2 separate regions of the Danio rerio genome follow, and region 1 is linked to region 2. A link is a contact called in public Hi-C data. All regions are on one chromosome and are shown on one strand. The core of a region is the stretch at or near the end of the contact, and the rest is flanking DNA. Distances in the headings are between cores, read along the strand shown. Region 1 overlaps magi1b (membrane associated guanylate kinase, WW and PDZ domain containing 1b). Region 2 overlaps magi1b (membrane associated guanylate kinase, WW and PDZ domain containing 1b).

What was found. Hi-C and Micro-C count contacts between places; a contact is called where the count stands out from the background.
Region 1: a contact with region 2 is called in a Hi-C map of gastrula embryo, with 2.9 times the contacts expected there. The contact joins two enhancer-like sites. A contact is called at or near these places in 8 of 18 Hi-C or Micro-C datasets (caudal fin, embryo, gastrula embryo and 2 more) and 1 of 4 datasets of contacts at active chromatin or transcription factors (gastrula embryo).

The regions. Positions count from the first base shown.
Region 1 is chr11:21,109,489-21,116,207 of GRCz12tu, forward strand. magi1b (membrane associated guanylate kinase, WW and PDZ domain containing 1b) reads left to right here. Exons shown (of 22, transcript NM_001007063.2): 4 at 2,133-2,339. Among named protein-coding and RNA genes, the nearest start is that of rhol, 77 kb to the right of the region's middle. Within about 2 kb of position 2,448, at least 21 of the 62 cell types and tissues checked have an H3K27ac peak or open chromatin away from gene starts, as enhancers often do.
Region 2 is chr11:21,042,735-21,049,568 of GRCz12tu, forward strand. All of the region lies in intron 1 of magi1b (membrane associated guanylate kinase, WW and PDZ domain containing 1b), which reads left to right. Among named protein-coding and RNA genes, the nearest start is that of magi1b, 80 kb to the left of the region's middle. Within about 2 kb of position 1,402, at least 11 of the 62 cell types and tissues checked have an H3K27ac peak or open chromatin away from gene starts, as enhancers often do.

The DNA of each region.
Region 1 (6,719 bases), core at 1,198-3,697, 68 kb after region 2:
GGCTTTAATTTTTTTTAGCATTTAGCCTTGTGTTAGTCTGAAATTTCATTTATTATGGTCTTAAAATGATCTTAATAAGGTCTAAATAGTCTTAAATTTGACTTAATTAAACCTGTTGAACCCCTGTATATACAACATTTTGTTCTACAAATTTCCTTTTTCTTGCGGTTTGCAATGTTTTTTGAATTATGGAGCACTAAAAGAGAGTTTGACTCAAATGTGTAAAAAAAAACTAAATGAAAATTTTAAAGGTCCGTTTGCCCAATACTCTCATTAGTGGTTCCATTCTCTCATCATTTGGAATAGAATAACTTTTGCATAGATTTTGATGGAGACATCTTTCTTTGTTCCTATGATTACTGACATGTACAGGAACCAACAACCTTAATTATAGCAACCTAGACCACACAGAACCTAAAAGGTACACTTTCAAATTTGACTTTACAAAAAAAGCCCCTCTTTTTTGGAGGTGTTTATTATAACACAAACAACATATACAACTATTTTAATTACTTTCAACAGTGTTTTTTGACTATTTAAAGCTTTTTCTTTAAAATGATAGCAAACTTTTGCTTTTACACCTCTGCTTGTTGATTTAGGAAGCTTTTGAATTTGGGTATAGGCAAAATCCAGGCGGAAACACCAAAATAACACTTGACTTTAACAGGTTAAATTTCAAAAATCTAATTTTAGTCCTTAAAAAGTCATACTGAAATATTGTGTTGTAGATCTTAAATCATTTTTACAGGTCTTAATTTACCTATGTTTATGTAAAGCTATACCAAACACCCATCAAGTCACTAATAATATATTTCAATAAAAGTTTTAAGAAGCGTTTATTTATTAACTCTATTTAATCATTAATATGGTTTAATTATCTTCTCTAAAATAACATTTGCTTTTAAAATAGATTTTAACTTTAACTTTTGGGCTTTAAAATAGTTTTTTTCAGCATTTACCCTTGTGTAAGTCTGAAATTTTATTCATTATAGTCTTAAATTTGACTTGAAACCTGTAGAAACCCTGTATATTATTATTTATTTATTTATTTTTATTTTTATCAGGATCCCCATTAGCCACTAACAAGGTAGCTATTCTTCCTGGGGTCCATCGAGCACAGAACAAAATGACATTAATTCATAACAACAAAGTGCAATAAAAACAAACAAAAAAACAAATTCATACATAACATCCAGATCAACAATCCACTTAATATTGTGCTATTAAATATTTTTTCAACAATTTTTTAAAGCCTCATTTTACTTGTTACAAAGCATGTAATGTCTGAAGGCATTCATTCCATGTTTTCATTCCTCTATAAACGGTGGAAGTCCGAATCATTAGTCCCCCTTTGATTCCTAAATGATGCTTAACAGGGCAAAGAAACTTTCACAGGATGAGTGATAATATTTTTTCTTCTGGAGAAAGTCTTTTTTTTATTTAGGCTAGAATAAAAGCAGTTATAAGTTTTTTAAAAACCATTTTAAGGACAATATTACTAACCCCTTTAGATTTTTCCGATAGTCTACAGAACAAACCATCGTTATAAAATAACCTAATTTGCCTAATTAACCTAGTTAAGGCTTTACATGTCTCTTTAAGCTGTATAGAAGTGTCTTTAAAAGTATGTAGTAAAATATAATTTACTGTCATCATGGCAAAGATAAAATAAATCAGTGATTAGAAATGAGTTGAAATGTGAGGATGATAAATCTGGTCTAAACTCTCAAAATCGAGTGTTTTGAAATGTGTTGAAACAATCTTCTTATCAATAAACAGAAATTGAATAAAAAAATAAACAGGGGGGCTAATAATTCTGACTTCAACTGTATTACAGTACAACATTTTTATTCTACAAATTCCACTTTTTCTGGCTGTTTGCAGTGTTTTTTGAATTATGAGGCACTAAAAGAAATTTGACTCAAACATGTTAAAAAATAAATGAAAATTGACAAATGAAATCTTATATTTAATAAAACACTTCCTCATTTGCAAACTTAAACATAGGATTTAAAAAAAATCAAATAATGTAATCAATCAACTGGGGAAATATAGTGACAACTATTATTTTGGAATCATCCTATCCACCCTATGTCTTTCCTTGAATTCTGCCAATATCCTCTTGTTTCTAGGTAACTATTATGGCACACCCAAGCCGCCTATTAAGCCCCCTAGTGGCAAAGTGATCACTGGCGATGCTCTTCAAGACAGCCTTCCCGGATCCCAGCCGTCCACCCCGCGTCGCACCAAGTCCTACAATGAGATGCAAAATGCTGGAATAGTGCCTACAGAGACTGAGGATGATGACGAGGTTCCTGAAATGAACAGCAGCTTCACAGGTCAGCACTGAGACGCTTTGTTTGCATTTGTGTCTGGCACATGGAGGAAGAGATGAGTGAGTGATGCCTCTTTGTTGCTTTTCCTCTTCCTTCGCCATTGCCCGTTCAGGAAGGAAAGGGGGAAAGAGCGCCATCTGGCTGTGGCGGAGGGGTTTGTTTGTGTTAGAAAGCAGCAAGATGGACTCTAGCTGTCCTTATGTATTGATCGGACAGTTATGCGATGCCAACTTTCACAACAGTGTTGAATGAGGTGCATTTTTTGTGTCGAACTGAGGTGTTTACAGGCTTGCGGTCTGATTACTAATAGGCAACAGTAAGTACAGATTGTGGAAATGGTTAAACATTAAAGTAGGTGCATTTCGTTGTTTTGAAATGCAAATTAATGGCCCTGTTTGCAACTGGTAAGATGTGTTTTTGTTCATGAGATTTAATGCTGGTTTTACTGATTTTTCTGACCGCTTTTGATTACTTTGGCATTGTCACCTGGTATTAGATGGATAGGGAGTTAATAATATGCCAAAACAATATGAATTTGAATTGTGTTAATTTGAATTATTGACAATTGACAAATCTGAATTTTCATATGACATTAAAAATCCTTTTGAATTTGAATTTCTTAATTTGAATTTGGGCGAGGCAGTGGCGCAGTAGGTAGTGCTGTCGCCTCACAGCAAGAAGGTCACTGGTTCGAATCTCGGCTCAGTTGGCGTTTCTGTGTGGAGTTTGGATGTTTTCCCTGCCTTCGCATGGGTTTCCTCCGGGTGCTCCATTTTCCCCCACAGTCCAAAGACATGCGATACAAGTGGATTGGGTAGGCTAAATTGTCCGTAGTGTATGAGTGTGTGTGTGAATGTGTATGTGGATGTTTCCCAGAGATGGGTTGCGGCTGGAAGGGCATCCGCTGCGTAAAAACTTGCTGGATGGGTTGGCGGTTCATTCCGCTGTGGCGTCCCCGGATTAATGGAGAGACTAAGCCGACTAGAAAATCTATGAATGAATTTGAATTTGTATTTCAAAACTTAAATATTGAACATCTGAAATTAAAAACAACTGAGTTTTTCAAGGCTGATTTTCTTTTATAGACGTATTTTCAAACTCATCGACTGCAGATGTCCCGTTTGTAAAAGTAAAGTTTCAAGTTTTCAAGATGAAGAAATTCAGACTGATTCAATAACCTAAAATTCAAAACCAGAAATTCAGATTGTGCAATTCAGATTCAGCAGACAGTAGGTCAGGGGTGATCAACGGTGAAGTGTAGATGATTACCGAAAAGTCAGATAAAAATTCTGATTTATTAAATTACAATTGTCAATAATTGAAATTAACACAATTTAAATTCAGATTGTTTTGGCATATTATTAGTTCCATAGAAGGATAGTTCATTAAAAAATAATTTATATTTCATTTACTCGCCCTTGACTTCTTCCAAACCATTTTTGTTTTGTTATGTAGAACATGAAAGAAATATTTTAAAGAATGTTTAGAAACCAGTAACTATTAACATCCATAGTTGGAAAAACAAAGACTATGGAAGTCAATGGTTGCCGGTTTCCAACATTCTTCAAAATATCTTCTTTTGTTTTGAACAGAAAAAACCTCAGATGGTTTGGAAGAAGTCAGAGGCTTGTAAATGTTGACAGAATTTACATTTGTGTGTAAACTGACCTTTTAAGATACGTTTTTTAAGTGAACGGCAATACTTAATACAGGGTTAAATTTAGTTTATTATTTTTGAGTTTGTACATTTTTCAACACTTTGGCCTTGTTTACAACTGGTTTTAAGATATGTCTTGGTCGACTAGATTACAAGTAGATGAGAGAGACATTCCCATAATGTTTAAATGTTAGGTGAATAGATGTTTTAAGCCCTCTTTTAACCGCTTTATTAAGGAGAGTGTATGTATAAGCTTTTTCAGAGCCTTCCATCTAATATTGGCAAATAAGCTTGCACCATTTTTGTACTGTACTAAAAAACGTTGGGAGCCCCATTTTTGTTTAAACACTTTTACAGTTAAAACTACTAGTAAATCTTAAAGCAGTGATATTAATGAAATATATTATGGAATGTAAACTGCCAAATAGTGCAGCATTTATACAATTTTTAAATATAAAGTTGAAGTCAGAATTTTTAGCCCCCCTGAATTATTCGCCCCCTGTCCCCAATTTGTGTTTAACGGAGAGAAAAAATTTTTCAACACATTTCTAAACATAATAGTTTTAATAACTCACTTTTAATAACTGATTTATTTTATCTTTGCCATGATGGCAGTGAATAATATTTCACTAGATATTTTTCAAGACACTTCTATACAGCTTAAAGTGACATTTAAAGGCTTAACTAGGTTAATCAAGTTAACTAGGCAGGTTCGGCTAATTAGGCAAGTTATTGTATAACGATGGTTTGTTCTGCAGACTATCGAAAAATTTTTTTGCTTAAAGGGGCTAATAATTTTGTCCTAAAAATGGTGTTTAAAAAATTAATAATTGCTTTTTTCTTGCCGAAATAAAACAAATAAGACTTTCTCCAGAAGAAAAAATATTATGAGACATACTGTGAACATTTCCTGAATCTTTTAAACATAATTTTGGAAATATTTAAAAAAGAAAAACAAATTCAAAGAGGGGCTAATAATTCTGACTTCAACTGTATGTGCCTTATTGTCTACATATAAACCTGTATAACAAGTCATACAACACTTGTTTTGCTAACTGAAATCATATATTGTTTGCATAAATCAAAATAATAAATTGCACATTTTATTGATGGATTAAAACATTCACAAACCAGTACTGTAAATCTCCAAAGAAATGCTCCCTGAAGAGAATGGACAAGAAGGCTTTATTTCAAATAGCTGATTGGGAGTCAAATGCTACTTTTATCCCATTTTGTGCCTTTTTCAACCCCTACAGTATGTGTTACAACATCTCAAAAGTAATTAAATGCATTTTCGACTACCTATGGAAGTGTTTAAAAGTAGATTAACATAAAACATTTTCCCTCCAGTTTACTGTTTTCAGAGTTGTCCACTTTTAAATGGATCAAGTAAAACAGATGTGAACAAGGTCTTGATTTTGCAGCTTTCAGTGCAAAACTTAAACTGCTGCCCTGCATTTTGATTTCTATAGTCTTCTTTCACATACATATGTCAATTACACAATGTTATTTTACACTTTTGAATTTTTTAAAGCTATGTTTATTTATTTTATATTAAGAAATGTTCTCTATACTTTTGTATGTTATGTAGCACAACAATATTACATCATTTAAGGATAATCTTTTTTTTCTGTGCACTCCTACATTTTTTACTGTGCTGCTAAATCTTTTTGATTAGGAGCGCAAGTGCTCCTAATATAACTGTTAGTGTAGAGCCCTGTCATAAGATCAGAACAGGCCCATAAAATAACATGTTCACAATCTTTCCCTGAAAGAAATCAGGCAAGTGGTCAAATGTTTACAAAATGTATACAGATTATAACACTAAATAGGAATAGGAATGTGTCTCTCTCATCTATTTGGAATCTGATTAACCAAAATGCTTCTTAATAGCAGGTGTAAACCTGTTTTGAAGACTGTTTGATTAGGTTATTTTAAAGTTAGGCTCAATCATGGATTTAAAACTTTTAATCAATTAATATAGTTGCTTATATGGAGAGTGTTTATATCTGAATTTTGTTTGCTGTTGTATCATTAAGTGGATGTAGTATATTTGGAAACAGTAGCTTTGCTCCAATTGTTTTTTAAAGCAGTTTATTTGATTTATTTTGGTGCTCTATCAACCTGTAGTATGACATTTGTATGGGACCGACAATGGCATAGTGCATACACATTTTAAAAAGAAGTCTCTTGTGCACCAAGATTGTGTTATTGATTTAAAATTGGTAATATTTTTCAATTTTATTATTCATTCATTCATTTTCTTGTCGGCTTAGTCCCTTTATTAATCCGGGGTCGCCACAGCGGAATGAACCGCCAACTTATCCAGCAAGTTTTTACGCAGCGGATGCCCTTCCAGCTGCAACCCATCTCTGGGAAACATCCACAAACACATTCACACACACACACTCATACACTACGGACAATTTAGCCTACCCAATTCACCTGTACCACATGTCTTTGGACTGTGGGGAAAAACCGGAGCACCCGGAGGAAACCCACGCTAAGGCAGGGAGAACATGCAAACGCCACACAGAAACGCTAACTGAGCCGAGGTTCGAACTAGCGACCCAGCAACCTTCTTGCTGTGAGGCGACACCACTACCTACTGCGCCACTGCCTCGCCCTCAATTTTATTACAAAAAATTAAATAACTTAGATCTTTTTACTCCTTTTTACTCCTTTTACGCCTTTTTACTCCAATGTCATGCGACTAATATCGTGAT
Region 2 (6,834 bases), core at 152-2,651:
GCCTAAGCCTATGTTTATGATGTGCATGTATATAGTGTCTCTCTCTATCTCTCTCTCTCTCTCTTTCTCTCTCTCTGCTTGTGAATGTAGTTAAATGACGGGGCCGCTTGAGTGAGTTATCGTGCTAAATATAGATTCAGGCAGATGTGGCCTGATGTGGAGAACTTCACCTTCACCGGTCTGTGACTCAGCATCAGCATCAGCGCTGCTCAAACTGGGTCATGGACATCAGCTCCAGGGTCGGAGCGGCCCGAGAGCAGAGAATCACAGGAAAACGCCAGGACGGATGAAGGAAAAGTCTGGAGGTGATAGCAGTAGTCCCAGATGTAGAAGTGTTTGATGGAGCTGTGGGGCATGACAGTGGTGAAGGAGAGTTCTTATCTACGATATTATCATCACAATTTATTTATGCTATACTACATATATTTTTTTATTTATTTATTTGACTACAAACAGCTTCTCTTAGGTTGTGAAATATGCACACAGGATGGATAAAACCTATCCTGTCTACTGTCATTCCAAAGTAGTATTAAATAAAATAAAATAAAATAAAATAAAATAAAATAAAATAAAATAAATTTTTTATTTTATTTTTAATTTAATATAGTATAATTTAATGAAATTTTTATTTATTTATTTCTATTTTATTTTACATTTAATTTATTTTAAAAATAATTTAATTAAATTTTAAATATCATTTTCATTTAACTTTTCGATTTATTTTAGTTTAGTTTTAATACTTTTATATATTTATCTTGCATTTAAATTTTTTTTTAAACTTTTTTTTTATTGTATTTTTATTTTGAATAACTTAATATCTGGAAAGTGTTTGCTTTTGCTGTATTTTTTCCAGCTACGTTCATCACTCTATTTACTTTTATTGTCATTAATTTATTAGAAGGCTTTTCTTAGTTTTTTTGTTATTATTATCATATTTATTATTGTTATTATTATTATTATTATTATTATTATTATTATTATTATTAATCATTTTATGTCATAAATAACAGATTTATTATTATTATGTTCATTTATAATAATAATAATAATAATGATAATAATAATAATAATAATAATAATAATAATAATAAAAATAATAATAACAATAATAATAATAATCTGTTTGCCTATTTATTTGAGTAAAAAATCATTGTTTTATTTCAAATTTAGTTTTGTAATTTTAGTTTTATATATATTTTATAATTAAAGTGTTATTTGATTTTATTATTATTAGTAGTAGTATTATTATTATAACTCAATCCATTTTATTGTACATATCAGAAACATTTAACATAGGTCATCATGCATATTTTTATGTCAGAAGCTCATACACTAACCATCTGTGTGAGGAATTAAATCAGGTGATAAATGCATGTAGCCAGTGTTCAGTGTCTCCCCCTAGTGTTGCTGTTGCTCTGCTGCAGCTCTGCTCTCTCAGTCAGATCAGATCAGATCTGCTCTCCTTCAGGGCTCCACGTGCTTCATTTGGTTACAGTGAAGCATCAGCAGAATGAGAAATCAATGGTGAAATCAAAGGCTGCTCTGCTGGTGGTGCTGTAATGTCTGCCATGTTGACTCCTGAGTGAACTTGCTGGGGGGGCTGTTTTTCCCTGCAGGGGCTCAGGGTCGGGCTTTCAGCAAACACAGCGGTGGCGTCACATGAAGGAGGAGAAAACACCGGGATGAGGGACTGAGGGAATGAATGAAGTCAGGAGACAGAAATGTGCTGAGGAAGCTGAGGGGAAGGAAGGAGAGTGAGGAGGTGAAGGGTTTACAGCGGTGTACTAAAAAGTTCAGGGCTCTTTTGTGTTTTGGTTTGAATGAAAAGAGCTTTTTGGGAGGAGAAGATGCCGTATGTGGAGCTAACAGTTGTGTTTGAGATATTTGGTTATTAAGTATTGTTCATTGAATTGAATTAATCCAAGAAATCTATCTATTTATTTTCGTTAATTATTTATTTTTTTATTTTTTTATGAAAAGTGACATTTAACTTAGGCCTGGGGAATTAATAATTTGGGGGGAATTCATAATTTTATGTATATGTTTATATTTTATTTTTATGTACTTTTTATTTCAAATAATTGTCAAATTATTTGAATTAATATTTATAAATAATTTTGTATAAACCAAAATGTACATGTTTACCATACTTTTTTATTTTTTATAACAAAATAATATAAATATTCTAAAATAATATAATATATGAAATAATGTATTCTGTTTATTTTATTAAAATAATATATATTATATTTAAATTAGGGATGCTCATATTAACTTTTTAACCAATAACCAAAAGGATGCATTTTTAACTAATTAATGGTTAAAATTTATTATTATTTTTGACCCGATCTGGCAAAATAAGTTTGAAATGCACTGTTCTATTTTAAGATACAGGCTGATAAAGTGAAAAAACAATGAAAAAAAATCCTGTTGAAAACACTGCAGGAGAAAGAAGATTTGATGATGTTCGGTTGTTTAGATGTTTTGTGTTGTTCTGTGCTACAATTCAATATTTTAAAATGCAATAGGCCTATTTAATGTGTTAGACACACAATACACACATCAGTTATTTATTAATTAATTAATTTATTAGGTTAATGGTTAATATTCAGTTAATGAGCGGCCACTGTCGGTTGGGAAAATTAACCGAAACGAGCATCCCTAATTTAAATTTAATCTAATTTAAATTTAATTACTGCACATTAATTAAATGTATTTATTTTTAATTTACATACATTTTATTTGTTGCATTGTTTTATTATAATTTTTATTTAAATCATTTGTTTTGAATAATTTAGTTAGTTGTTCTATATTATATATCTTTGTTATTTTAATATTATTATTAATTTTAATATCCCTTTACTTTTTTGTTTGACTTTTTTGCATTATTTGCTATTTACTTTCTCTTTATTTACATTTTTATTGATTTATTTTTATTTTTTTTATTTTGTGTCTTAGACTTCTTTGCATATAACATGGACAACTCTGTAGCTACTGTTCTTGATCAAGTTAAAGCAGAACTCATTTTTTAATTCAAGCTAGAGCTGGAGATTATACCAAAATCTTTATAAAATCTTTATTTTTTTTCAGATAACAGTTGTTATTGTTGTAGACTAATGCAAATTTTGTGCATATATATTCATTCATTCATTTATTTTCTTGTCGGCTTAGTCCCTTTATTAATCTGGGGTCGCCACAGCGGAATGAACCGCCAACTTATCCAGCAAGTTTTTACGCAGCGGATGCCCTTCCAGCTGCAACCCATCTCTGGGAAACATCCATACATACACACACACTCATACACTACGGACAATTTAGCCTACCCAATTCACCTGTACCGCATGTCTTTGGACTGTGGGGGAAACCGGAGTACCCGGAGGAAACCCATGCGAACGCAGGGAGAACATGGAAACTCCACACAGAAACGCCAACTGAGCCGAGGATCGAACCAGCGACCTTCTTGCTGTGAGGCGACAGCACTACCGTCGCCTGCATATATATATATATATATATATATATATATATATATATATATATATATATATATATATATATATATATATATATATATATTTATATCAGGGGATATATATATATATATATCAGATATAGATATATATATATATATATCAGGGGCGTAGATTTAGGGTGGACGGTGGACGGATATGTATGTGTATGTGTATGTATATATATACATATATATATATATATATATACATATATATATATATATATATAAAGGCACGTGCACACATAGGGCTCATCCTGTGCAGTGCACATGCCCTTTTTAGTCTTGGATAGAAAGTGCCCCTCCAAAATGATCAAAAGTGCCCCCGCGACGCGGCACACCTTCGGTCCCACCCTTCAGTAGGCGCGCGACAACACCGCTCTTGAGTACGCGCGCGACAACACCGCTCTTGAGTACGCGCGCGATAACACCGCTCTTCAGTACGCGCGCGATAACACCGCTCTTCAGTACGCGCGCATCCACTCTGCAGATCTGCAGATCCTGCAGCATATATAAACAATATTCATTCTTGGTGGGGGTGTGGGGGGATTTTATTCAGTCATTCCCAGTCCCCACCAATATATATATATATATATATATATATATATATATATATATATATATATATATATATATATATATATATATATACTGCCTCAGGTTAGTACATGAATTAAAGAAGTTTGTTTACTGTAAAGAAGCACCAGTGTTTGACAGTCACATCCCTGGGCAATGCATTGATGCTGGTTGTGTTAAATCAGCTTTGGTGTGTCCTGAAAGAGCCAGACTTCCGAAAGATTTAAGTCGGTTTGTCCTAATGAGCAAATATTTGTAGGAGGACAAACAATGATGCTAAGCTGCTTTAACAGCCATTTCTATCAAGCACTGAATGCAGTCTAGCAGTGTTAATAGGCTGTGCTGTTTAATTGTGTTACTTCACGGCAGCTCTTAATGCTGCACTCATAATCTTTCACAAAACTCGCTTCCGCAGCAGTTTCATGTGCTGGACTGTATATATGAAGCATATAATGATAAGGAATTGTGCTAGATGTATTTAAATATATTTTCCAAGTGTTTAATGGAAAGACAATTTTTTTCAACACATTTTAAATATGATAAGTTCGGAAGTAATTTCTAATAACTAATTTATTGTGTCTTTACAATGTAAAAGGCTTATCTATAAGTTATTATGTCAACTGCAGGTGAAAAATATCAGTTTTTGTTAAACATTGGCACATTACATATTTCCTTTTTAAGGTCAATGTATTGTCGTGCATGTCCCTGTAAATTTAAATAAATATTTGGGTAACATGTGGATTGTTCTGTAGATAACAACAAAAAATATAAGGGAGCAAATAATATTAATCATAAATTGTTTTTGAAAAATGTAAATGCTTTTATTTCAGCCAAAGTAAAAAATTATATGAAATGCTGTAAAAATATCCTTTTTTCCCCCAAATATTTAAAAAAGAATAAAAATTCACTGGAGATCTAATAGTTGGTCTGCTGTATATTTGAAATGTTATTTTAACAGTTATTCAGTTCAAATGTTTTGTTATGTAATTTCTTTTATTTATAAACCAAAAATATATATATATATATATATATATATATATATATATATATATATATATATATATATATATATATATATATATATATATATTATTTAATTTAAATTCATGAATTATTAACCGGATGCTCATATTATTATGAATTAATTTATATTACATAATAATTCTTTACAATTTAGTTAATTATTTAATTATTCTTAGAACATTTTTATTATTTACATTTAGTATTAAAAAGGTCCTATTTTTAAAAATTTAAATAATTAATGAAATGAATTGTCCAAAATGATAAAATGATAAAATAAATGGAAAACGAAATGCATATATTCAATTGAGATACAATAAATGCATAAATTATGAATGATTATGATTAAAAAAAGAAACTGTAGTCAAACTTAAAAGCAACATCCACACTGAAAAGCGTCGGACAGGAGCAAAAAGCCAGTGTCAGAGAGGGCTAATATAAAGTTCTGATCAACAGTGCATGTCTGACATGAATGATTTTTCTGTAATTTTCTGCTCAGATGCTGGCAATCAATAAAAGCAATCTGAAACATGGTAAACAATTTCACTTGCTACAGGAGGCTGTAAAGCGTCTCTGTGTTTTTTATCTGCTGTGGTCATTTCAGATCCACAGGATAAATGATGATATGCTCCGATATGCTATTGTCATAAATTTAGACACAAGCAGGGTGTTTATTTTCAGAAATAAGGCATTGATTGTGACTGCTGCTACATTGGCAAATTATCATTTCATATTATACAATTTCAATAAAAATAACTAATAATTGTAAATTGTTTTAAATAAAATTAAATTGTACAATTAAAAATGCAATTTAAAGGAAATGAATAATTAGTTTGTTAGATAATCAATTTTAGAAAAACTTTTTGTGTGTTTAAACAGTATTTGTATGAATTCCAGAAGTTTAAAATGTATATTCTCTACCTTATTCTACATCTTTAAAGCTAATAATGTTAAAAGTATAAATAATAAAAAAAAATATTCAATTTTTAACATCATTATTAACATTATTTTATTTAAATTGAAAGCTTTTTTTGCTATTTATTTTATATATATATATATATATATATATATATATATATATATATATATATATATATATATATATATATATATACTAAATATATATATACTAAATATATACTATATATTTAAGTATATATTTATTATATATACTTGTATATTTTCATTTTTTCCACACACGTTGATAATTAATAAAATTCATATGCTAAATGTTTGCACTGTCTGACACCGGCCACAGGTTGATACCCTGTACATGTTTAGCTGAGTTGAGCACCAGCAGGGGGCGCTGCACTGAAGCATCTTGGCCTGTTCAGTGCTGCCCTGAGCAGCGTCGCCATGGCGACAGTGCCCAGTGTGATGGAGGGAAACAGAGAGGGCAGTGTGGAGCCGAAAAACAGACGCGAGCAGAATAACAAACACACATACTTCTGTCCCACTGTATTCCTGAAACAAATGTTTTTCTTCTGCAAGATCTGCATATTTTGCAATGATTATACAGAGTTGTGCTGAATGTCCTTCTTGCAGGCATCAGATTAGTAGTTTGAGTGTTTTTGTTCAGAGTGTGGAGGGTGAGCTTGTGTCTGTGGGGTGTCAGACTGATCTAATAAGAGCAGATTCATTCACTGACACTGACTGAGGCTCCTGCAGGTTTGTCCACAGGGCGCCTGTGAGCATGTTTCTGAATGAAGGCTAATGAGGTTTTTATATTG